Regions from separate parts of the Mus musculus genome. Here regions 1 and 2 are each linked to region 3. A link is a contact called in public promoter capture Hi-C data. All regions are on one chromosome and are shown on one strand. The core of a region is the stretch at or near the end of the contact, and the rest is flanking DNA. Distances in the headings are between cores, read along the strand shown. Region 1 has its middle 21 kb from the start of C1qtnf2. Region 2 has its middle 29 kb from the start of Mir146. Region 3 holds the start of Nudcd2 (NudC domain containing 2).

Region 1 (3,894 bases), core at 1,339-3,838, 2.8 Mb before region 3:
ACTGTCTTAGTTAGGGTTTTACTGCTGTGAACAGACATCATGACCAAGGCAACTCTTATAAAGATCAACATTTAAATGAGGCTGGCTTACAGGTTCAGAGGTTCAGTTCATTGTCATCAAGGCAGGAACATGGCAGCATCTAGGCAGGCATGGTGCAGGAGGAGCTGAGAGTTCTACATCTTTATCTGAAGGCTGCTAGCAGAATACTGGCTTCCAGGCAGTTAGGATGAGGGTCTTAAAGCCCACACCCAGAGTGACACACCTGCTCCAACAGGGCCACACCTACTCCAGCAGGGCCACACCTTCTAATAGTGCCACTCCCTGAGTAGCATATACAAACCGCCGCATCTGCATGCAGTCAGGTGGGTGGCATACACCGCTTGCCCACTTAAACTCATTCTATGGTTTCTGCTACTCTCAGGGTCAAGGTGTGTGCCTTCCATTTGCCATCTCAGCCTTTGAAGTGGAGCTCAGCTGATGGTGTGCTTCATCTTGCTCCACCCTGAGGAGAGAGGTGGGGTCTTTGATTCCTTCCACACTTTGTCTCCCACAGGGCTTTTGCATGTAAAAAAAAAAAACCCTACTCTGCAACAAATGCCTTTTATCCCTGGACCCTCTGCCTCACTCCCACTTCCCCCCAGCTCCGTTGTGACTACCAGTAAAGTGTGCCCTACACCTTGTCAGACAAAGCCTCTTATTGCCATTCGTGTGGACATCTTGCTTGTATTTGTGTGACTATTTTCCCGATGTCTGTCTCCTGTATCCAGTCCTAAGCTCACCTCAGGGTCCCCCGTGCCTAAGGTGAAGCTTGGCACATAGATGCAATTCAGTAAATATTTGTTGAATGCAAACTTGGCCAAGTCTAGCAGCCATTTAGGGGCTACTCTTCAGAAGCCCTGAAAGCCATTTGCCCACAGGGCTTAGCCAAGGGATGGTGGGTCAGCTGAGAAGATGGCCCGCTCTCTGGGTGAATGCCTTAGTCTTTGATCTCAGAGACCTCCATGTGCAGCTCTGCTTGTGTAGTAAATGACTCACCCTAGGAAACCATGCTGGAGGGTTGCCAGCCTCAGCGGGAAGATTCTGTGTGAGGCAGACACAAGAAGCTGGCTGTGGTGATGACGGCATCAGCTCTGATCTTGTCTTTAAATTAGCACTAATGTGAGGGGAAAAAATTAGGAAGTAGATGAAGAATGTCTTAAATGTGGGGTGGGGGAGGGTGTGGCATTTTCCCTGAGCTATCTGTGGCCTTTTCTGGAAAGTTCTTTTTAGGCTTCTGTTTCTACAGCAGGGAAAGGGTATAGCTCTTGAAGAGTGAGGGAGCTACACTAACGTAGGGTCTCCTGTCATCAGACCCATGTGCAAGGAGCTGGGTCTGTGACTCTCAGACTATGGAATCAGAGGGTCCCAAGGAGAGGCGAGCCACTGCTCTGAAAGCCTGGGTAGGTTGTGGTACCAAATGGCTTCAAAGGTCTGACCTGAGACCCCCTCGGAACCAACTCTATCCTACTCAGAAACTTGTCAAAGCCTAGACAGTTCTGGTTTATCAGGCTCCTCCCGCTGGGAAGCATGGGGTAGACAGACCTGCTCACAGGGGCCCCCTATCTGTGGTCTCTGCTTCCCCGTGTCTATGAAGTGAGGTTGGTGGTCTTGGAAGCTGCTGACAATAGTGTGAACTGTGGAGCAGTCCGCACACATCAAAGGCGGCCTGCTGCCAGTGTTCAGTAAACGTTGCCGCCATTTCTAGTGTAGCTCAGGAGATTTGACAGTGATTTGTTATAACAGAAGTCTTCACTGAGGGGTGGGAAGATGGCTCAGTGTGTAAAAGCATTGGCCAGAAAAGCAGGTTAGGGGCAGAAAAGGCCCTAAATACAGATTTTCCCCAAACTCACATACAAGCCTGGCATGCATGAACACAAGTCTGTCACTCTAGTTCTATTGGGGACAGAGACAGGAGGATTGCTGGGGATTGTCAGTCATCAGCAGAGATCCAAGTTCAGTGACAGATTCGGACTCAAGGGAATAAGATGAGAAATGGTAAATCAGGACACCCGCTATTTTTCTCTGGCCTCAGTGTGTGCATGCGTGTACACACACACACACACACACACACACACACACACACACACACACGTCTTCAGTAGAAGCAGAGGCCTGAGTGTGGAGATTTAGACGCTGGCTGATTCCCTCAGCAATGCTACTCATTGTGCGTGTGTTGTCGTCCTTTCCTGACTGCTTTGAAGAGAGAGAGAGATCAACATTTGATGCCTACATTGGTCCTGAGATCTTCTGGCCCAGCCGTTCATTTTGCTGAAGTCACAAACGTTATCACCCAAACCACACAGGGGACCCCAAGACACTCAGGACTGGACCCCGTTCTTGCTTAACAAGAGCTGGTACTCCTGCCCCATCTCAGGCTGGTCTCTGACACAAACAGGGAGCTCAAAACTCTGTCCCAAGTGCAGATGTCTGGAAAAGGTGAGACTGATTTTATTCCTTTTCTTTCTTTTTCTTTTTTCCCAGCACAAGATCACAGCCACCCTAGAACCCTGGCCTGAGACTCTCCCTTTTGTCTTGGGCTCTGAGGCTAGGAAACTGTCTGCTGCAGAGGCCTGCTGGTTTTTCCAGCCCCCTGTGGCTTATTGGAGGTTTGTGCGGTAGGTGTGCTCCCTCTAGTGGCACAAGTAAGAATTACATGCAGCCCGGAAGCCGTTTCTTCCTATTATGGTGGGGGTGAAGAGTGGGGTGGGGATAGGAGAGAGTGGGTTGGGGCTGGGGGGCTGGGGAGCTGGGGAGGCTGGGGGGGTGGTTGTCAAGCCTCCAATGTAACTTTGATGCATTCTGTACTTGTAGAACCGACTCGCCCCCACCCCCGCACTGTCTCTCCTTTACCTCACCCTAATTCCAGCCCTGTCAATCCCAACTTTGACTTTTGCTCTTTGTTTTTGTATTAATCTTGATTTACTAACATTCTCTATTAAAATATTATCTGTATATATTATTGAGTCTTTGGTCATCTTTTAAAATTTGTGTCTGAGATGGGTGTCAGACTTCTCCCCTGCCATAATTTTGATCATCAACCTGCAGAGGAAAAGCCCTTATGTAAACGGAGTACAACACGCACTTGCCAGGGGAGACCTAAGGTCTGTCTGTCAGTGTGGGCTGGAAGCTCTCTGCACTGTCATGATCAGAGGTGGGGTTCTCCAGGCTGCTTCAGAAGGGGGTAGCTGCCCTTCAAAGAATGCACTGAACTGGGGTCTGGTGGCACAGGCCTTAATCCCAGCAGGCGGACTTCTTTGAGTTCCAGGCCAGCCCAGTTGACAGAGCAAGTTCCAGGACAGCAGGACTGCACAGAGAAACCCTGTCTCGAAAACCGTGAGGCGGGAAGCTGCTTTTCAAAGAGTGTATTGAAGGAGAGAGAGCCTTTGGATTAAAGGCTCACCAAGTTCTAGGTCTTCTTCAGTACCTACATAAAGGGAAGACCGCAAACAGGCCCAGCTTCTCAAGGCATTCAAGAAGCCACAGACAGGACTAGGAACGAGGGTCTTACCATGTAGCCCTAGCTAGCCTGGCATTTGTTATGTAGATCAGGCTATCCTCCAACTCACAGAGATTCACCTGCCTCTGCCTCCTGAGTGCTGGGATTCTCATCATCATGCCTGGTTTAAAAAAAATTTTTTTTTTAGAGAAAGGAAAAGAAAAAACTGTTTACAAATGAAGGTGCCAGTCCATCTCAGAGGCTGACCCTTCTGCGGGGACCCCGGGCAGAACCCCTGCCCACCTGTTGATCTGTTTGGGCCACAGAGTACTGCCTGGTTTCTAGACACTTACCCACCCCATTGCATTTGTGGTGGACTCAGTGAGAATGATTAAATAAACCTTATTTTGTTAGCACTG
Region 2 (3,404 bases), core at 592-3,091, 2.6 Mb before region 3:
ACAGAGAGTAGCACCATTTCTCTCTTTAAAAATTACTTCCATCAAAGTAAATCCTTATTGTTGAAGACATGATGCATTTCAGAAACAGGCCCCGGAGGCCTCTGAGCTGGAGCTGACCTGAGCGGCCCGGCCTGAACACTAGCTTTCACGGAACCAGAAGGCACCATGCAAGTTTCCGAAGGAGGGAAGCGAGCAACAGTCCCATCTAACTATAACACGAATGAGCCGCATCAACAACCAGCATGGCGTGGTAACCCTAAGGGGGCAGTAGTGGCACACATGCCTTGGCAGTAACCATCAGGTCTCCAGTTGGATTTAAGACAAGTCCAAGGCTCAACAAGAAGGAATTCATGTCTAATACAGCTAACTACTAGCTAGCCTAATCTAGCTAAAGACTCAGTGCTGGTTAGAGTCTTGGTTAACTGGAGAAGAGTCTAGAACCATTAATTTACTAAACCAGCACACTCCCTAAAAATCGAAAAACATTTGTTCTTATACCTACAGGTAACTGTAGTCTTTACATCAAGGAAAGTGCTGTTTGGAACATATGGAGACCACTACAAAAAACCCTCAGCCAATCAAAGTGCAGGTTTGTGGACTCCAGTCCCTGTGGATACATCTACAAAATCCTCCCACGTGTAAGGCTGAGAGAGCATTGTGAAGAGGGGGCAGAAAGATTGCAAGAGCCAGGGGATCAGGGACTTTGATCTAAGATTGTGTCTCCTAGTAATATCAGAAGCTGTACTCATGAAGTCTCACCACTAAGACTGTCCAAGTGTGAGCTGAACAAGGATGGCACCAGTGGACATGACAGATTGGATAGGGGAAAGCCCATGAAGTCTCAGCCCCACATAAAGAGCTCTAGGCACCTGAATAAAGCAGAGAGTGGGATGGGGTGGACCTCCCCAGGGAAGAGCATACCAGATGGTTGCCAAGTGCCACACTGCCAGCCCTGTAAACACACATACAATTAATCAGACTAGCTAAACAGGTTGCATTCCTGAATACGTTCTATCTATCTATCTATCTATCTATCTATCTATCTATCTATCTATCTATCTATCTATCTATCAATCTATCTATCTATCTATCTATCTATCTATCTATCTATCTATCTATCTATCTATCTAATACATGTAATGACAATTAGTGAAAAAGAGGACATAGATTTGAGGGAGAGTGGGGAGGGCTTGGAGGTAGGAAAGGGAGGGGAGAAATGTAATTAAATTAAATAAAAAACATTGACCACTGTTTTTGTTTGTTTGTTTGTTTTGGATGGCATCAGCCCTGAACCTTTAACAAGTGCAGAGCATCCTGTGATAACTGACCCAGGCATCTATAATGGGCAGGTTCCTGTTGACCCCACCTGTGCCCTTCAGGTTACTCTCCTTGTCTTTGCTGGGGAAGAATTTTGATGTCTTTCAGATTATCTTTTCCAGCATTTCCATTGTTTAGCAAGGGGAGATGGCTTCTGAGCTCATATGAGATCTGCATGCGAACACAGGCTTTTGGAGCCACCTGCTCTGCTGGCTGCTCATCATAGAGTGTAGCTGGGAAGGAAAGACAAAGGGACCTCGAATTTCTCTGTGCGGGCCATTTACAGAACATTGGGGAAAATGCCTCTTGTTCACTATTTTGTGTTCGCTGTGTCTGTATTCTGTGCTTCAAGTATCCAAAATACTGTCCCCAGATAATAGCTTATATGGTACATTTGGTCTGGTCCTCTTTCCTGTGTCCCTAAACAGTTTAAACCCTCCATATCCTCTTCCTGTCCTAGTCCTGCCCCGCCTTTGTGTTCCCCCAGGACTATGTTTCCCAAGGGTGATTGCCACATCCTGACAGCTGCCCAGTCACAAGCTAAATATAAACCCTTCAGACAGCAAGTAAGCCCCTCTGGTTATCTGCTCCTTTGTGTAGCTTATTATCCTCCCAAATCAAACTCCAGAGGAGACTCACAGATCATGCATGCTGGGCAGGGCCGGTGGGGTGCGTGCGTCTGACTGGGTAAACCAAACAAACGAAAGCGTTGTGAGTCAGCTGTACCCTTTCAGCAGAGCGCCGGGTCTGCACTTCAGACAAACCCTCCAATCCTCAGACGTTGATTTTCAAAGCAAATTGCTGCATGTCGCATCAATACTGGGAGCAGATGTAATAGTCTGGTGAGCTGGCTGCATGCAGCCAAGTGCAGGGACATAGAATCAAGGGCAGAGAGTAGCTGGCACACTGAGGCTTGTATTATCTATATGGCTCTGCCTTCCTTACAGGACCATAGGAAATGGAGGCACGGTGGGCAGAGGAACCCAGGTCTCTGGTTGTCTTAGAGACTGCGAAGCCCAGGGCTATGTCTTTATAGTGACCCATGGTAAGGTCTGGGGCTGCATATGGCCTTCTGGCTGCGAGGATTCTTAACACAGAGGGCAGCTTGGGATCTCCAGGGGCTACAGGCTTAGTCAAGGCCAAAAGCTGTCATGCTGAAATAGCCAAGGCCTGAAGGAAAACAGATTTTTTTTTTTTCTTCCAGAAATTGGTGGTCTATTTCAAACCTTGTGTGCAAATGCTCAAGAAACAGGACCAAGGGAGGAATTAATGTTTGGAAAAGGCTCTGGGGTTGATGCCATTCTGCAATTTTTCTGTGCCTGGATTTCCCTCATGTTTCTCTAGAGGTTCACCTTCTTGGCCACTACATGTGGTCCCAGGACCTTGTTTCCTCTCACATTGTATTCTCTCTCCTAACGATATAACCCTAGCTAAGCCAAGCACTTCTTTCCACTCCTCCTCCTCCTCTTCCTCCCTCTCCTCCTCCTTTTTCTCCCCTCCTCTCCTCCTCCTCCTCCTCCTCCTCCTCCTCCTCCTCCTCCTCCTCCTCCTCCTCCTCCTCCTCCTCCCCCCTTTTTCTTACCCGAGACAAGAGCTCACTGTGTGTTACCTAACTAGCCTGGGGAAACTCAGTATGTAAACCAGGCTGACCTTGACCTGACCAATATCTTTCTGCCTCTGCTTCACAAGTGCTTCCATTAAAAGGAGTGTGCCTTTAGTCAGGCCCAACTTTCCCCTCTGTTTCCATGCATCACATTTAAATACAAAAGTCACGTCTGTTTCCTACCAGCTGCAAATGGAATACCTGACTTCACCATTTGGATGTCTTGAAATCAGCATTTTGAGAGTGAGCCTGCAATCACCCATCTGTGCTTTCTGATGTTTCTTACCTCATTGAACAGCAACCACAATGCAGTTAAATAAGTCAGAGACTTTGTCGAAATCTCGTATCTCTTCCCCGCTTGCAATGCTGTGCTTAGCCTTGCGTTGATTACTTGACTCAGACATATTTTTAACCTGCCCACCTTTCCCTTTTATGACTCTGACTCCTTCTGAAACTACTACCGTGTCTTGCTTGGACTAACAGA
Region 3 (3,518 bases), core at 54-2,553:
TATTAAAGCTAGTTCAATCTCTTTTGAGAAGCTGGCACTAGAAAAGGCCAGTTTCTTAAAAAGGTTCAAATCACATGTTGCAGAAATTGATATCCAATTAGCTGTTGACTAATTTTCCTTCTCCTGCCCAAGGTTACAAAACACAGTATCATGTCTCCGTTCACCACTACATTATACAGTCATCCTCCAACAGGCTATGCATCTAATCTAGGTGTAAAGTATAGCCTGATTGTTATGTGAGTCTTAATAAATTCTTAACCAAAAACGGGGAAATGTGACCAGATTAAAAATTTGGTGAAATTAGGTAACTTCACACACCTTTTCACTACGATGAAGATCAACATGCAAGAAACTTGTTATTTAGAAAACCAATCTGACATCTTGGAATCCTCATCCCATTACCCTAGCCTTGCTTGTAAGTGCCTGTATTAGCCTACACGTCATGAACAGAGTTCAGAATCCTTTTGTCTAGTCTCTGGGACTCCCATCGGTGCCCAGAAGACGCATATTCGTTCTTTTGACCTACTTAGCCTTCTGTCAGCAGGAACTCCGGAGGAAATAAAAGCACCCCAAACCTATTTTAGAAATAAAGTGGAGAACAAAATCTTTGAGTTCTACCCGCGCAAAATCTGCTCTGTGGGTGCAGTGCTCCGTGGAGACCCCTCGCCAGAACAATTTACCACTTCTTTCTACCAGCCAGGAACTAACCTTGCCACACCCAGCAGTCATCCCTCTGACACCGTGAATTTTAGGGCTCGGGGTGCGGGAAAGCCAGAAGAAGGAACTCGGGACAAGCCCTGGCTTGCTACCTTGAGGATCTCGCGGCCACCCACGGCCAGAGCCACGTGCCGACTCTGCAGGCCGCACTGGATGTCCTGCGCGCGAGTGCCGGGGGGCACCTGGACTTCAATGAACACCTCCTCCAGGGTCTGGTACCACTGTCCCCACGGAGTCCCGCAAGGAACCACCCCGCTGCGCTCCTCAAACGGGGCGGACATTCTGAAGACGCCACGCAGGCACACGGCTCCGGGAGAGCACTACACCGGCGGGACTAGGCTCTGGGCTTGCCCTCGGCGCCTTGGGGTCACTGCACATGCGCAAGAGTCCAAACTGGCGTGTCCGAGTGTGCAAAATTCTCCCTTTCAGAGCCCATTTAAGACACTCGTGAGCCCTGGTGAAATCGACCGAAGCCTAGAGATGTTGACATCCAAAGAACACTGACGCCGGAACAAAGGAGAAAAGTGCCTGCGATCTTTAAACCTGTGTGACGCCAAAATTCCGACGCGTCCACCGGCCTGTGAAGTGCGCTTGCGCGAACTGGGCTACCCAGTAAAACTGAGTAAAACCAGAAGTGATTGGATAGAGCTGTTTGCGGCGACGATCAGGAGCAGCCTCTTATTGGCTACTAGCTTAAACTTACAAACCTTCCGATTGGGCGGCGGTAGGAATCTAGTGCGCATGCTCTTTGGACCATGCAGGATTGGCCAGATAGGTTTAGGTTTTCTGATTGGCTGAGGGGGAAAGTTGAGGTAAATTTGAATTCAGGCGAGCTGACAGTTTGCTGGGGCGTTTGATTGCTGTCTCATCTGGACCCAGGCGTCAGAATGTCCTTTCCTAAGGCGCCCCTGAAGAGATTCAATGACCCTTCGGGTACGTACGGGTGGGGGAACAGGGTGGGAAGGGGATGTGCCCTCGTTTCCCAGTCATTCGAAAGCCAGGTTAGGGCTGGGGCGGTGTTTGTTTTTCTCCAAATTCACGCAGTAAACACCTGGTTAGCGCAGTGTGGGATGGTAGAGACGCGGCCCTACGTGAAATGAGGTCATCCCTGCACACAGCGAGTCTTCAAGCGTGAGATTCCAAAATATGCCATCAACACCATGGAGAAACCACAGCTGGTTGAAGGGGATTAGGAGTTGGCAGGCGCTACTTTTCTTTTTAAAAAGAAGTTACTCTCTTTAGAATTTTCTGCATTGACATTGCATTCAGATATAAAAGCATAAAGACTGAGAAATCTGTTCAGTAAAGACAGCTGCCCACGGATTCTTTTCCACTCGTGAAACAGTTCTTTGGAATTTCTTTTTTAATATTTTATTTTTTTAAGGTTGATTTATTAACATGAGTATACTGTAGCTGTCCTCACACACCAGAAGAGGGCCTCAGATCCCATAACAGATGGTTGTGAGCCACCATGTGGTTGCTGGGATTTGAACTCATGACCTTTGAAAGAGCAGTCAGTGCTCTTACCCACTGAGCCATCTCATGAAACAATTCTTAAGTAATGTTCAGCATTTTAACAATAGAATAGTGGAACTTGGTGTGTAGATGACAGAGTAAATTGAGTGTAGATGGTGATAGCATTTAAACAGTTAGAATAAAGTAATTTTTAATGTTTTCACCTGTAAGAAATAGACACTTCCAGACCTAGTGGCCTGAGCTACATAGACTGTCAGTAACTCACACCTACAACAAATTAATAGCATGTTGGAAGTAAATGAAAAATGAGACTGAAATCCACTCAATTTTATGAAACTAAATTGGCAGAAATGGAGTGGGAACCCAGACTTCCAAGGATATATGCTATGCTCTTAAGGGCTGTGGTTTATGCACAAGTAACTAGAGCCTTGGGTGTGAGGTGATAGATGCTAACTGTGCAGCTGTACTGTCGTAAGGTCTATATGTTATTCCTTTGAACAGCTAGACGAGAAAAGTACCAAAGTTGTACTCTTTACAAATGAGAACATTGAGAGAGTTTCTGACTATATTATGCAGCCAGCAAGTAAGTGATGGAGCGGAAGATGAAAGGCCGGTTTATATCCTCTGTAGCATGTACTGGTTAGTAGTCTCTATCTGGTTTCTATCAACGTTCCTCCATTCACAAGGTCAAGTGAGTGATCAGACACAGCCATCTCCATGGCCACACCATTTCCAGGGAACTCAGACAACTTAGGTTCTACAGAACAGGGTAGATGTTTTTGTTTTGAGACAAGGTCTCTTGTAGCACAGGCTAGCCTTGTACTCCTGCTGCCACCTCCCAAGTACTGAAACTTAAGAGACCTGCACAACACACATGGCTCAGCTGCTGTTTGGTTTTAAGGAGCAGTAGTTAAGGCTTACAGTGTCAAAGATAATATGTCAGATATTTAATATTTGTAAGTCCATGGCAGCTTTTTCTACCTCAAGGAAACTTAAAGCATCCTGGGATAAAGGAGGGAATCTAACTTTTTTTTTTTTTAAAATTTGGTGTGTTCTCCCTATGTCTACAAAGTGTCTGGCATGGTATTTTCTGTAGCTTGTCAGACACAGGTGATTTTGAGTACTCCTGTGGCTAATTACAAAAGCCTAGTCCATTCTCACATCCCAAACAAGATATTTTTTTTCTATACTGCTCAACATAACTATGAGCTAAATACTAGAAGAATAGAAGCTACTCCCAAATTGCAAGCACTTAAGTCTAATGTAGAGATAAAGTAAATAAGTCCTTATGAAAGCATAATAAGCTGTTAGGAATTATAGACAGT

What was found. Promoter capture Hi-C pulls out the DNA fragments that hold promoters and counts their contacts.
Region 1: a contact with region 3 is called in a promoter capture Hi-C map of hippocampal neurons, with 7 times the contacts expected there. The contact joins the enhancer-like site here to the promoter of Nudcd2 in region 3. A contact is called at or near these places in 4 of 39 promoter capture datasets (cranial neural crest, embryonic stem cells, hippocampal neurons and 1 more), 8 of 115 datasets of contacts at active chromatin or transcription factors (acute myeloid leukemia, astrocytes, bone marrow-derived macrophages and 5 more) and 1 of 9 other capture datasets (adipose tissue).
Region 2: a contact with region 3 is called in a promoter capture Hi-C map of pre-B cells, with 14 times the contacts expected there. The contact joins the enhancer-like site here to the promoter of Nudcd2 in region 3. A contact is called at or near these places in 7 of 39 promoter capture datasets (cranial neural crest, embryonic stem cells, frontonasal cranial neural crest and 4 more), 4 of 115 datasets of contacts at active chromatin or transcription factors (astrocytes, embryonic forebrain, large pre-B cells and 1 more) and 2 of 9 other capture datasets (liver and macrophages).

What each region holds. Positions count from the first base shown.
Region 1 is chr11:43,492,940-43,496,833 of GRCm38.p6, reverse strand. No RefSeq gene overlaps it. Among named protein-coding and RNA genes, the nearest start is that of C1qtnf2, 21 kb to the right of the region's middle. Within about 2 kb of position 2,588, at least 52 of the 459 cell types and tissues checked have an H3K27ac peak or open chromatin away from gene starts, as enhancers often do. A contact at or near this core is called in hippocampal neurons, where this site is marked.
Region 2 is chr11:43,343,493-43,346,896 of GRCm38.p6, reverse strand. No RefSeq gene overlaps it. Among named protein-coding and RNA genes, the nearest start is that of Mir146, 29 kb to the left of the region's middle. Within about 2 kb of position 1,841, at least 45 of the 459 cell types and tissues checked have an H3K27ac peak or open chromatin away from gene starts, as enhancers often do. A contact at or near this core is called in pre-B cells, where this site is marked.
Region 3 is chr11:40,731,446-40,734,963 of GRCm38.p6, reverse strand. Nudcd2 (NudC domain containing 2) reads right to left here and starts at 1,303. Exons shown (of 4, transcript NM_026023.5): 1 at 810-1,303. The coding sequence starts at 998. Hmmr (hyaluronan mediated motility receptor (RHAMM)) reads left to right here and starts at 1,527. Exons shown (of 18, transcript NM_013552.2): 1 at 1,527-1,650. The coding sequence starts at 1,605.